2 separate regions of the Mus musculus genome follow, and region 2 is linked to region 1. Evidence: chromatin contacts called from public Micro-C data. All regions are on one chromosome and are shown on one strand. The core of a region is the stretch at or near the end of the contact, and the rest is flanking DNA. Distances in the headings are between cores, read along the strand shown.

Region 1 (5,897 bases), core at 335-2,834:
TCAGACCACTACAGTAGGCTTCCGCTTGGCCTCCTGGCCTTCCCTCTTGTCCTACAGCCCTCTAGAGATCGCATCTCTCCTCAAAACCCTCCACAGGCAAGGCATCATAGTGCGGGAAATAAATCCCCCAAATTGGGAGGCAGACAAGAGGCTCTCTGTGAGTTCAAGACCAACCTAGTGTACTAATTAATTTATCTAGTAAATTAATTAGTTTATCTAATAAATTAATGATTTATTTAATACTTATTAATTATAAGTAATAAATATTTTATTATATTGAGGCACAATCTTGCTATATAGCTATATATGTATATAATATATAATATAAAATATTGCGTGTATATGTATATATGTGTATATATATATATATATATATATATATATAGCTTTCCAGATGTCCTCTTACCACTCCCTACCAAGGCCTGAAATTACACGTGCTCCCAAGCACACCTGAAAACAAAGATTTCCCAAAGTTCACAGGGTCCTATGCAATAAGGCTTCCTAAAAGCCTTCCAACACGTAACTTCTTCCTCCACTTGCTCTCTGCGCTTCTCTGTGCCTTTGGACTTGCGGTTTCCTCCATCCGGGACACCCTTCCTGCAGGTCTCCAGTGGGCTAGGTCGCTGCCCCTCAGTGGCCATTCCTGAGCGTTGGTTTGTCTCAGCCCCGCACTCCCGGCGGCTGTCGCCTATTCTCTGCCTCTCACCAAGCCCTGTTAGAACTGTTTTTTGATTGACTCCGAGCTGTTTCTCTCTGGATCAGTCTGCACCACTGTAGGCGCTAGTGAGACTCGGTGGAATGAAGCCTGGGATCCTGGTCTGTCCTGTTTCGCTCTTGTCCTCCGGCTAGGAGGACCCCGGACAGGAAAGTAGAAGGAAGTGAGGAGGAGGCAGGAAGAAAAGGAAGTGAAGGATTCTGGGAGGTGGGTCTGTGTGATTTTTGGGGAGAGGGGAAACCCCGGCCATTCCTACTTACTGGGAGCGCCTGTAGTTGAGCCACACCCTGTAAACACCACGCTTGTCTTTATATTTTGCATAGAATCCCAGCGACTCCTGGGAGGTCACGCAGGGGTGCAGTGGGTCGGTGGGCCTCTACCTCTGCTCACTTCTAGAACTCTCTCTTAATTTAGGCAAGTGTTTGGATGGCTCGGTATCCTCTGCGTTTTAAAACAGACTTGTGTTGATTTTCTCTGGAAACGCTGTGGGTTGAACGTTTTCTTTTTTCTTTTCTTTCTTTCTTTCTTTCTTTCTTTATTTATTTATTTATTTTTTGTTTTCGAGGCCAGGATGGTCTCGGACTCACTAGATATCCTGTGTGTACCTTGAGCAACTGGTGGGAGGCGGTTCCCTGGCATCTTTCACGTTATATTTCCCCAGGCTTGGCGACAAGCGCCGTTGAGCCGTCTCGCCAGGTTGCTCCGGGACCGAATTCTGGGAACTCCCGACCCTGGCACGGTCCCTTTAAGAGGGATTTTTCAGGCGCGCGTGTGGGGGCGTGGTAAATTCGGGGGCGGGACCTTGCAGGGCTGACCAATGGGCAGGCGCGTGTGGCTCGGAGGCGTTCCCCCTCCTGGGCGGGCCGCTCAGGGTTAAAGGGGCGCCCGCGGGTCGCCGCCACTCGGCCTCCGGGAGACAAAGGGCCCTGTCGTCGCCGGCCCCCGAGCTGTTCCGGGCCATGGGCAGGACAGACCGTCGCGCCGGTCCCAGAGCCAGGTAAAGCCGGGCGGGACGGGACCGCGACGGGGTCGGCAGCCGCGCGGCTGTCGCCCGGGACCCGCCCGCGGCCTCCATCGCGGCCCGGCCGGCGCACCACGGGGGCTTGAGGTTCCGCGGTGGTGATGCCCTGCCTCCGTTTCCCTCGAGTCCTAGCCGCGGGGCCAGCTGTGACCCCACGAATGGAGGACTCATCACTTGTCTTAATTTTTTATGTATTTACTTTTGTTTACGTGTGCGTGTGTGGAGGTCAGAAGACAACTTGGGGGGAGTCCGGGCTTTCCTTCTTCTACTTGGTTTCTGGGGATCAAACTCGGGTCAGAAAGCTTGACAGCCAGCGTCTTTATCCGCTAAACTGTTTTATTTTGTTTTGTTTTTGGTGGGGTTTGTTGTTGTTTTTTTGTTTTTTGTTTTGGTTTTTCGACACAGGGTTTCTCTGTGTAGCCCTGACTCACTTTGTAGACCAGGCTGGCCTCGGACTCAGAAATCCGCCTGCCTCTGCCTCCCCAGTGCTGGGATTAAAGGCGTGCGCCACCGCGCCCGGCCGGTTTTGTTGTTAAATGAGACAGAAGCTTAATGTGTACCCTTGGCTGGCCTGGAACTCAATAATGCAGAACAGGCTAGCCTCACAGATAGATCCACCTATCTTTGCATCGCGAGGGCTGGGATCAAAGGTGTGCACCACTATACCTGGCATGTGTGGCGTTTTTTGTCTGCCTTCCAAGTGCTGGAATGACAGGTGTGAGCGCCACATTGGGTGCCTTCGCCTGCTTTAGAATACTTTCCCCCTATAGTTTGTCACAGGCTGTCCTTAGTTTAGCTCATCGGTGCCTCCATGAAGCCCATTGAGGCAAACTGAGGTCTGGGAAGTGTTGGTAACTGGGCTTCCGGCCTGGGCCAGCCCAGACAAGAATTTGGTCCCTAAAGCATCGTGCTTAGACCCTGTTGCTTGTAGCTCGGAGCCCTCAGCAGACTTTGAACCTGAACAGAGCAGAGACGGTTGAATAGCAGGGAGCACTCCCTCCCTCCAAGGGGAAGCTAGAGCCTGCTTGTTTGCCGAGCCAGAGCAGGCAAGGGCTAGGGACCTGGCTGGGCCTTCTGTCTGCTGGTGACCTTGGCCAGGGTGCCCCCATCTGGGCAGTTGGGGGAGGATGGCTGATGGGCACCAGGTAATATTGTCAGTCTTGGTGGGGAAGAAGGACCCCAAGGTTTCTGCCCCATGGGGCTGTTTGTGTGGAGCTCTGTTCTTTGGCCAGGTCATTTTTTCCCACATCTATAAGTGTGCGATTAGGCATGACCCCTTGTCACAGTCCTCACGTTGACAAAGGTTTGCTTTGCCGTGTAGGCTCCCCAGCACAGGCTACACACTGGACACTCAAAGCCAGACAGAAGCCCCCACACCCCCTCTCTGGACTGACGCAGGTAATCCCCAGCTGGTGGTCTGTTTCGGTCAGAGGATGCTTCCTCCTAGGCAACGGCAAAGCCCGCCTTGTGGTAGGGAAAGGCACCTCAGGGAAGAAAATGTTTGTTGCCTTTGAGCAAGGTAGCCAGGTGGCTGAGGCCCGCTGACAAAGGCTGACAAAGGCTGACAAAGGCGGGCAGAGGTTGGGGAAGGAGCTGAGATTGGGGGTTTGGGCTGGGCTAAGCATCAGGTACAAGTCACAGGAGGGAAGAGTCCCGCTGTGGTCCCAGGGGAGGGCCCTAGGGAGGTGATCTTACCTTGAGGCGGCCAGATAGGAAGGGGCAAAGGTGGAGGCAGCTGGGGAGGGTGCCTGCGGTGCCTCCAGCAAACTTAGGTGGGGATCTTGAAATGGGAGCTAAACAAGCTATGTGTTAGAAGACAGCCAGGGGTGGGAGGATCACCTGGCCTCAGTGATTAGATGTGGGGGTGAGAGAGACAGCAGGGGCCACTTGCTGAAGCAGGATGGACTAGAAGGAAGCCGAGTACACCGTCACCTGCTGCCATGGCCAGAGGCCCTGGTTCCCTGTGTTCTGTCTCATTGTCATAACCTTGACGTGGATAATTTTGCTCTTACATTATAGATGAAGAGCTAGAGGTCCAGAGAGACTGACTGTGTGCCCCTGAAGTGACCCAGCCTGGAGACTGTGAGCTGACCTTCAAAGTGATTGAGCAGAACTGGGTGGGCAGCCTGTGGTAGGTTCTGGGAGAAGTAGGCCTGTCAGTCTCGTGCAATTGATTTGGGAGGGGTGTGTGAGTCCCTTGTGCAGAGAAAAACAGAGGCACAGAGAGGTGCAGCTGGCATAAAAAGCTACACAGCAGCCAGAGGCAAAGCAGGGATTAAACTCACCTGAGCCTTCAGGACCCCGAGGCCCCAGCCCCAATGCTCTGGGCCAAACAAGTCTTGGCCTCTGATCTGGCAGGAAGCTGTCCCCAACTGTAACGTGGGTGGCATGAGGTGGCAAAAATTAAGTATTTGTCTGGCAGCAGTTTCTCTCTCCACCCAGGTCAGGTGGCGCAGCCTGGCCCTACAGAGCCACCACCCTGACCTCATCCCTGCAGACCAAGGGTAAAGCACGGCACAGGCAGAGGGGCTGGGTGTTAGTGGGGTGCCTGCTACAGACATTCCAGGCTCTTCAAAAGTATGCCAGCCATCTGCACGAAGCAAGGCTGTGACGGGGACCCTACGGGTGCAGGGCCTGCCTCCTCCAAGTGGCCACACTGGTAACCCACGTGCCACTCCCCGACAGGCCCTACTGCCCGCTGCTGCCCCAGTGTGTACTTTTCGGGAGGTCTATGTTAGGGCGCCCTGTCCCTTCCGCCCTGACAGTCTGGGCTGAGCCTGCATTTTATCTAGGTTATTTTCCAACAGTTGCTCCGGTACTCTGGGGTTTCCTCCACTCCTGCCCTCCTCTGGTCACCCTCTCCACAGCCGGAGGATTTAACTTTGTGTTTGCTGTGGTGTCCCTATCCTGTTGTCCCTCTGTCCATGTTGTTCCCCCTCACCTCACCCACCCCACCTCGCGCCCTCATGCTCTTCCCTACAGCTCCCTCTCTCACCAACCTGACCTACAAACCAAGGCTGAGTCACAGACCTGGGATCTCCAGGCACGAGCAAAGGCTCTAGTCAGCTTGTTTTGTGACCTTTGCTTGGTGGCTGACAAAGGTTGTGCCTTTGTTTCCCCATCTGACACTGACACACAGATGCAAACATAAAACCAGCACACACCACCCAAGGTCATTGCTAGATAGAGCTAACCTATGCAAAATGTCTGGTGAGCTGACACTTAATGCTACCTTCCCTGGTCAAGGGCAGCAGGAGCCCTCCAGATGGCCGTGCGAGATCCTGGTTTGAGTCCTGTCTCACTGTGCTCACTGAGGGGCCTTGGGGTGGGTGTGGTGGGAGGAGGCTGCTGGTGGCCTGGGAGTCCTGGATGATCCTAGTAGTAACATCTGCTCCCGCGCAGGGGACAGGTTGCAGCTCCTCGTGACCATGAAGCTCAACGAGCGCAGCTTGGCCTTCTACGCAACCTGCGATGCCCCGGTGGACAACGCCGGCTTCCTGTACAAGCGTGGTGGCCGTGGGACCGGCTCGCACCGGCGCTGGTTCGTGCTCCGGGGCAATATCCTCTTTTACTTCGAGGCAGAAGGCAGCCGCGAGCCGCTGGGCGTCATCCTGCTGGAGGGCTGCACGGTGGAGCTGGTGGATGCCCGGGAGGAGTTCGCCTTCGCAGTGCGCTTTGCCGGGGGCCGATCCCGGCCGTACGTGCTGGCCGCTGACAGCCAGGCAGCCCTGGAGGGCTGGGTGAAGGCACTGTCCCGGGCCAGCTTCCACTATCTGCGCTTGGTGGTGCGGGAGCTGGAACAGCAACTGGCTGCCATGCGCGAGGGAAGCCCCGCCAACGCCTTACCCGCCAACCCGAGCCCGGTTTTGACCCAGAGACCCAAGGAGAACGGCTGGGTAGTGTGGAGCACGCTGCCCGAGCAGCCCTCGGTAGCCCCTCAGCGGCCGCCGCCACTGCCACCCCGCCGCAGGGCCTCAGCGGCCAACGGGCCCTTGGCATCCTTCGCCCAGCTGCATGCGCGATATGGACTAGAGGTGCAGGCCCTTAGGGACCAGTGGCGCGGAGGCCAGGCTGGCCTAGCCAGCTTAGAGGTCCCCTGGCATCCTGGTTCTGCTGAGACTCAGACCCAGGACCAGCCAGCCCTAAGGGGACATAGTGGGT
Region 2 (5,206 bases), core at 184-2,683, 330 kb after region 1:
AAACACTTAGATGAATTCAAGAACCTTTATCTTGAGCTAAATGAGATCTTGGGAATTTAAAGATGGGGCTGAAAAGAGGGGGTCTCATCAGTTAAAAGTACCACCTATTCACAGCTGTAACTCCAGTTTCAGGGCACCCGATATTCAAAAAACACCCACACATGACATTTATGTTAAACCCACCCATACACATAATCTAAAAATATTACAGATGCATGCTTTTAATCCCAACACTGGAGGCAGTTGAGCAGATCTCTGTTCACAGGCCACATAACTGCTCCAGACTCAACCAGAGCTGCATAGACCCTGTCTAAAACCAAGAAATTAGAGACACTGAGGCTGGAGAGCATGGCTGCTCTAGCAGAGACTAGTTCCGTATCCAACACCCCGTCAGGGGTCTCAACTCCATAGCTACAGCTCCAGAGAGGGACCGACACCTCTTCCAGCATCAGCATGCATGCCTAAAAAGTAAAAAAAAAATAATAAATTGCCAGGCATATATATAATCCTACCCAGCACTTGGGAGGCAGAGGCAGCAGATTTCCATGAGTTCTAGACCAGCCTGGTCTACAGAGTGAGACCCTGTCTCAAAGCTAAAGAATGTTTCTTAAAATAGAGGGCCTGCAGAATATTGAAAGTGGTTCTGTGGGTGCAGACAGGTGCTTCTGGGAGTCTCCCGGAGCTACCATGTAGAACTTAATGTCCAGGGCTTGAGGAGGAAGGTCGGCAGGTTCTCTTGTTGCTGGTATCGATGGCAGGAAGAAAATCTGAACCACCTAGCAAGGAACAACTGAGAAGATGTCAGCTGTTGAATGGGAAATTCTGAGACCCTAACACAGGGTAGCGGGTGGGTGAGTAACTAAAACCTTAATTAAATTCGACCTGGTATCCAAAACCAGTTCCCTGACTTATGACCTGATACTTAGAAAATTGTGTGTGTGTGTGTGTGTGTGTGTGTGTTTAATGTGGGTTCACAGGTAGTGTGTGGAGGGTCAGGACAATCCATGTTGGTCTATTCACTACTGCATTCTCTGCATCCATCTTTGAGTGGGTTCTTAGGGGCAAACTCAGGTCTCCAAGCTTGAAGAACAAGCCCTTCACCCAACTGAGCCAGTGGCCCTGGCTTTGAGACAGTCTACAGTGTAGCTTTGGCTAGCTTGGAGCTCACTCTACAGATCAGACTGGCTTCCGGCATGTGATCCTCCTGCCTCTTCCCCCCCCCCCCCCCACCCCAGTATTGAAGGTGTGTGACGCTGCTCCTGGGACAGGTACTAATTTTAATAGTCACTTAGCCAAGATATAATCTGGAAGCAATTGAAGGTGCCATTTAAAAACACTTCCTCCTTTTCTCTCCGGGCCATCCAATTAACACAGTGGCAGATACTGTGTACACCGTGAGGGCCAGCCCACACATTGTTGTTCAGGGCTGGTGAGTGAGTAAGCCTAGTCATTATGTTCTTGGACAGCCTGGCGGCTTGGCTTTCCCAGCCTTTCTGTTACCACAGTCCTGAGGCAGGGACAGCAGGTGGGCTGGAGGGGCTCCTCCCTGAGGAAGTGAGATTCTGGGTCTGAACGCCAAGTCACTTGCTGCTGCGAAGCATGGATTTCCCTCCTTCGACTCACAGAACCACATAGCTTCCCTCTGGTGCCTGGTGTCAATGTTGGAGATTAAGAGAGTTGGAATTGATAGCCTGGAGTTTCCGTCCACCCCACCCCCACCCCAACCCCTACCCCCACTCCCACGCCCCAGTCAGAGGGGTTTGCAGCTGTGCAGTGGGAAGATGCGGGCACCAACGTCTGGGGTGGGTGGATGTAGCTGGGAGCCCGACTTGGATGGGTTTCAGTTGTGCTGTCAGGTGTGTATGTGTATCTTTTTTGTTGTTGTTTGTTTCTCTGTATAGCCCTGGCTGTCCTGGAACTCACTCTGTAGACCAGGCTAGCCTCGAACTCAGAAATCTCCCTGCCTCTGCCTCCCGAGTGCTGGGATTAAAGGCGTGCACCATCACACCCGGCTTGTGTATGTGTATCTTAACTATATCTCCCATGCACACGTATAAGGTGTATTTTAGTGTTTTGTGTTGGCATATTTTTTTAATCCATTTTATTGGGAATTTTATACTTCTACCCCCCTTCCAACCCTTATTCCACCCTAATCCTTTCCAATCCCCCCCACCCTCAGTAGTAGATAGGAGAGAATGAAGGTTAGAGGAGAAAGGAGGCGTAGATCTCTTTAGATTATGTCCTTCCGATTAGGGGTGATGAGTTCCTTGGGGTAAGTCCAATCTTCATCGTCACGATATCTCTAACTTGTCTCTCTGTGCATGAACACTTGACAAACCTTAGCAACAGCAACCAGGAGCAGAAGGGGGAAGCAGCTGCCTCCTTCCAAACACCCCTCTCTAGACTCATATTTATTCCCTCTCCAGAGTCCCCAAAATTCCAAACATAAACCACCTGCAGCTGGCAAAGATCACCCCCCTGCTAGTGTGCGAGGCAGATCATAATCACCTGCTGTGAAGTAGCCTCGCACCCCACACCTGGGATTAGAACAAAAACATGTTCACACAACATAACGGCTTTTAAAGAAAACCAGAATTCTCACTACAATTTTGTGGACGCTGCGTTTTATCTTTGAAGGCTTTTGAAGAAGATTTTTACCATTTCCAAGTATGTGTACATGGGGTGGACTTGTGGGCACAAGAGTGCAGGGGCTGCAGAGGCATCGCATCCCCTGGAGCTGGAGTTATAATAGGTGGTTGTGAACCACTCGACATGCATGCTGGGAACTGAACTTGGTTCCTCTGGGAGAGCGGTAAGTGCTTTTGACCATTGAGCCATGTCTCTAGTCCTCCCTCTTTTAAGGTTTATTTTTACTATGTTGAAATTGTGGCTATGTCTGTCTGGATATGCCCAGAAGTGTACAGACGCCAAGAGAGGCCAGAAGACCGCTCTGGATCCCTGGAGTTGTACTTACAGACAGCTGTTTGCTGCCCCAGGTGAAACCTGGGAATAGAACTCAGATCCTTGGTAAAAGAAAGGCTCCTTGAAGGATCTTTTAAATTTATTTTTAAGTTTTTAGTTATTTGTTTTGAAACAGAGTCTAACTATGTAACACTGGCTGGCCTGAAATTCACAGTATAGACCAGGCTGGCCATGATCCCACCTGCCTCTGCTATCCTGAGTGCTGGGACTAAAGGTGTGCACACCCAGTTAATTAAAAAAAATAAAAGATTTGTGTGTAAGTGTGTGTGTGTTTGCACACTTGCATGTGCTCACACGAGTGCATGTGCTTGTGTATACACACGTGCACACGTTCACGGAGGCCAGAAAAGAACACAGGCTATCTTCATCCGTTACCACTCACTTCTGCCTATTCCTTTGAGGCAAGGTCTCTCCATGTGAGCCCAGGGCTTGCGCTAGAAGCTAAGCTAGAAGGCAGCAGGTCTCAGTGATCCCTGGCCTCCACCTCCACCTCGGAAATGGGGTTACAGGCATGAGTGGGATACCTGGCTGATTTCAGTGGTGCTGGGATCTGAACCCCTGTCCTCATGACAGGGAAGCAAGCGTCATAACCACCGAGCCATCTCTCAGCATCGAGAATTAGTTTTTAGATCCATAATCTTTCTCGGGTCACTGCCAGTTCACCTGGTCTCCGTCTCAGCTTTGTGAATCTGCAGAACAAAGGCCAGGGGCAGCAATCTGTATTCATAACTGGCCAAGGGGCGGAGCCCTTCAAACAGAACCAACCTAAGGCTCATATGTAAAATGAATAGAACACAGGGCAGTTTGCAACACCATCCACAACAAGGGACCGAAGCCACTGTCGTCAGAGAAATACAAGCTACCGCTTGAGGACACGTGTGTAGGTGAGTGTTGAGCAGAGGTTAGCCCACCCCAACTGTGTGATGCCGGGTCTAGGAGCCAAGGGACCAGGAAGTCCAAGCCTAGCCCTAGGCAGCAAGGCAGGCAGATGTGGTCAGTTCCAGAGCTGCTCACCCAGGGAGTGGTGCAGAAGTAGTGTCTTGCAGCTTGCCCTCCAGATGTGGCACAAACCCCTGGAGAGCACATGTCACGTGAAGGCGGGGCTCAGGGCCAGTTTTTTGGTTGGTTTTGGTTTTTTTGTGTGTGTGCATTGCATTTCAATATGTGTATATGTGTTTTATGATATATATGATATCTACATATCTATATGTCTATATACTGGATTGCTTATTTGTGTTTGGAGTAGTTTTGTTTGGTTGGTTTGGTTTTTCTTTGGTTGGTTAGTTGCTTGGATTTGGCTAGGCCAGGGTCGCACTATGTAGACCAGGCTAACCTCAAACCTATAGATTCAACTGCCTCTGCCTCGAAGCACAAAAAGTCAATGTGAATACATACATAAAACTGTCTTTAGTCGCTGTCCTCAGACATATCAGAAGAGGACATTGGATCCCATTACAAATGTTTGTGAGCCACCATGTGGTTGCTGGGAATTGAACCCAGGACCTCTGAAAGAGCAGTCAGTGCTCTTGACTGCTAAGCCATCTCTCCAGCCCCCTGCGGCTTCTTAATATAGAGTATAGTAATACCTGTATGCCCACCCATGTGGGGTTAGAGCCAAAACCTAAGGATGCCTGACTTCAGAACCCTATGTGACCCACACTCAGTTACACACTTTTTTCCCCTTTCTAGAAGTTCTTCTCTACCTTGAGTTTAAAATTGTTTCTTTTGTATGTGTGTCTGTGTCTAGCCAACATGTTAATTTATTCACCAATCTTTGTGTTCTCTACAAAGAGTTATACTCTGTATTCTCCGAGAGGTTTTCTTTCTTTCTTTTTTTTTTTTAAAGATTTATTTATTGATTACATGTAAGTACACTGTAGCTGTCCTCAGACACTCCAGAAGAGGGAGTCAGATCTCGTTACGGATGGCTGTGAGCCACCATGTGGTTGCTGGGATTTGAACTCTGGACCTTCTGAAGAGCAGTCAGGTGTTCTTACCCACTGAGCCATCTCACCAGCGAGGTTTTCTTTAACAATTATTTCTTCAAGGATTTTTTCCTGTTATGGCTCTTTAAAAGTTGTGTTTAGCCGGGCATGGTGGTGCACATCTTTAATACCAGCACTTGGGAGGCAGAGGTGGGTGGATTTCTAAGTTCAAGCCTAGCTTGAACTACAGAGTGAGTTCCAGGACAGCCAGGACTACACAGAGAAACCCTGTCTCAAAA

Evidence for each region. Hi-C and Micro-C count contacts between places; a contact is called where the count stands out from the background.
Region 2: a contact with region 1 is called in a Micro-C map of the G1E-ER4 cell line, with 3 times the contacts expected there. The contact joins the enhancer-like site here to the promoter of Pheta1 in region 1. A contact is called at or near these places in 1 of 39 promoter capture datasets (liver), 1 of 484 Hi-C or Micro-C datasets (the G1E-ER4 cell line), 5 of 115 datasets of contacts at active chromatin or transcription factors (acute myeloid leukemia, embryonic basal ganglia, embryonic forebrain and 2 more) and 2 of 9 other capture datasets (adipose tissue and liver).

The regions. Positions count from the first base shown.
Region 1 is chr5:121,847,413-121,853,309 of GRCm38.p6, forward strand. Pheta1 (PH domain containing endocytic trafficking adaptor 1) reads left to right here and starts at 1,585. Exons shown (of 4, transcript NM_175474.4): 1 at 1,585-1,712; 2 at 3,058-3,134; 3 at 3,756-3,867; 4 at 5,139-5,897. The coding sequence starts at 5,165.
Region 2 is chr5:122,178,413-122,183,618 of GRCm38.p6, forward strand. No RefSeq gene overlaps it. Among named protein-coding and RNA genes, the nearest start is that of Gm52787, 15 kb to the right of the region's middle. Within about 2 kb of position 1,434, at least 37 of the 459 cell types and tissues checked have an H3K27ac peak or open chromatin away from gene starts, as enhancers often do. A contact at or near this core is called in the G1E-ER4 cell line, where this site is marked.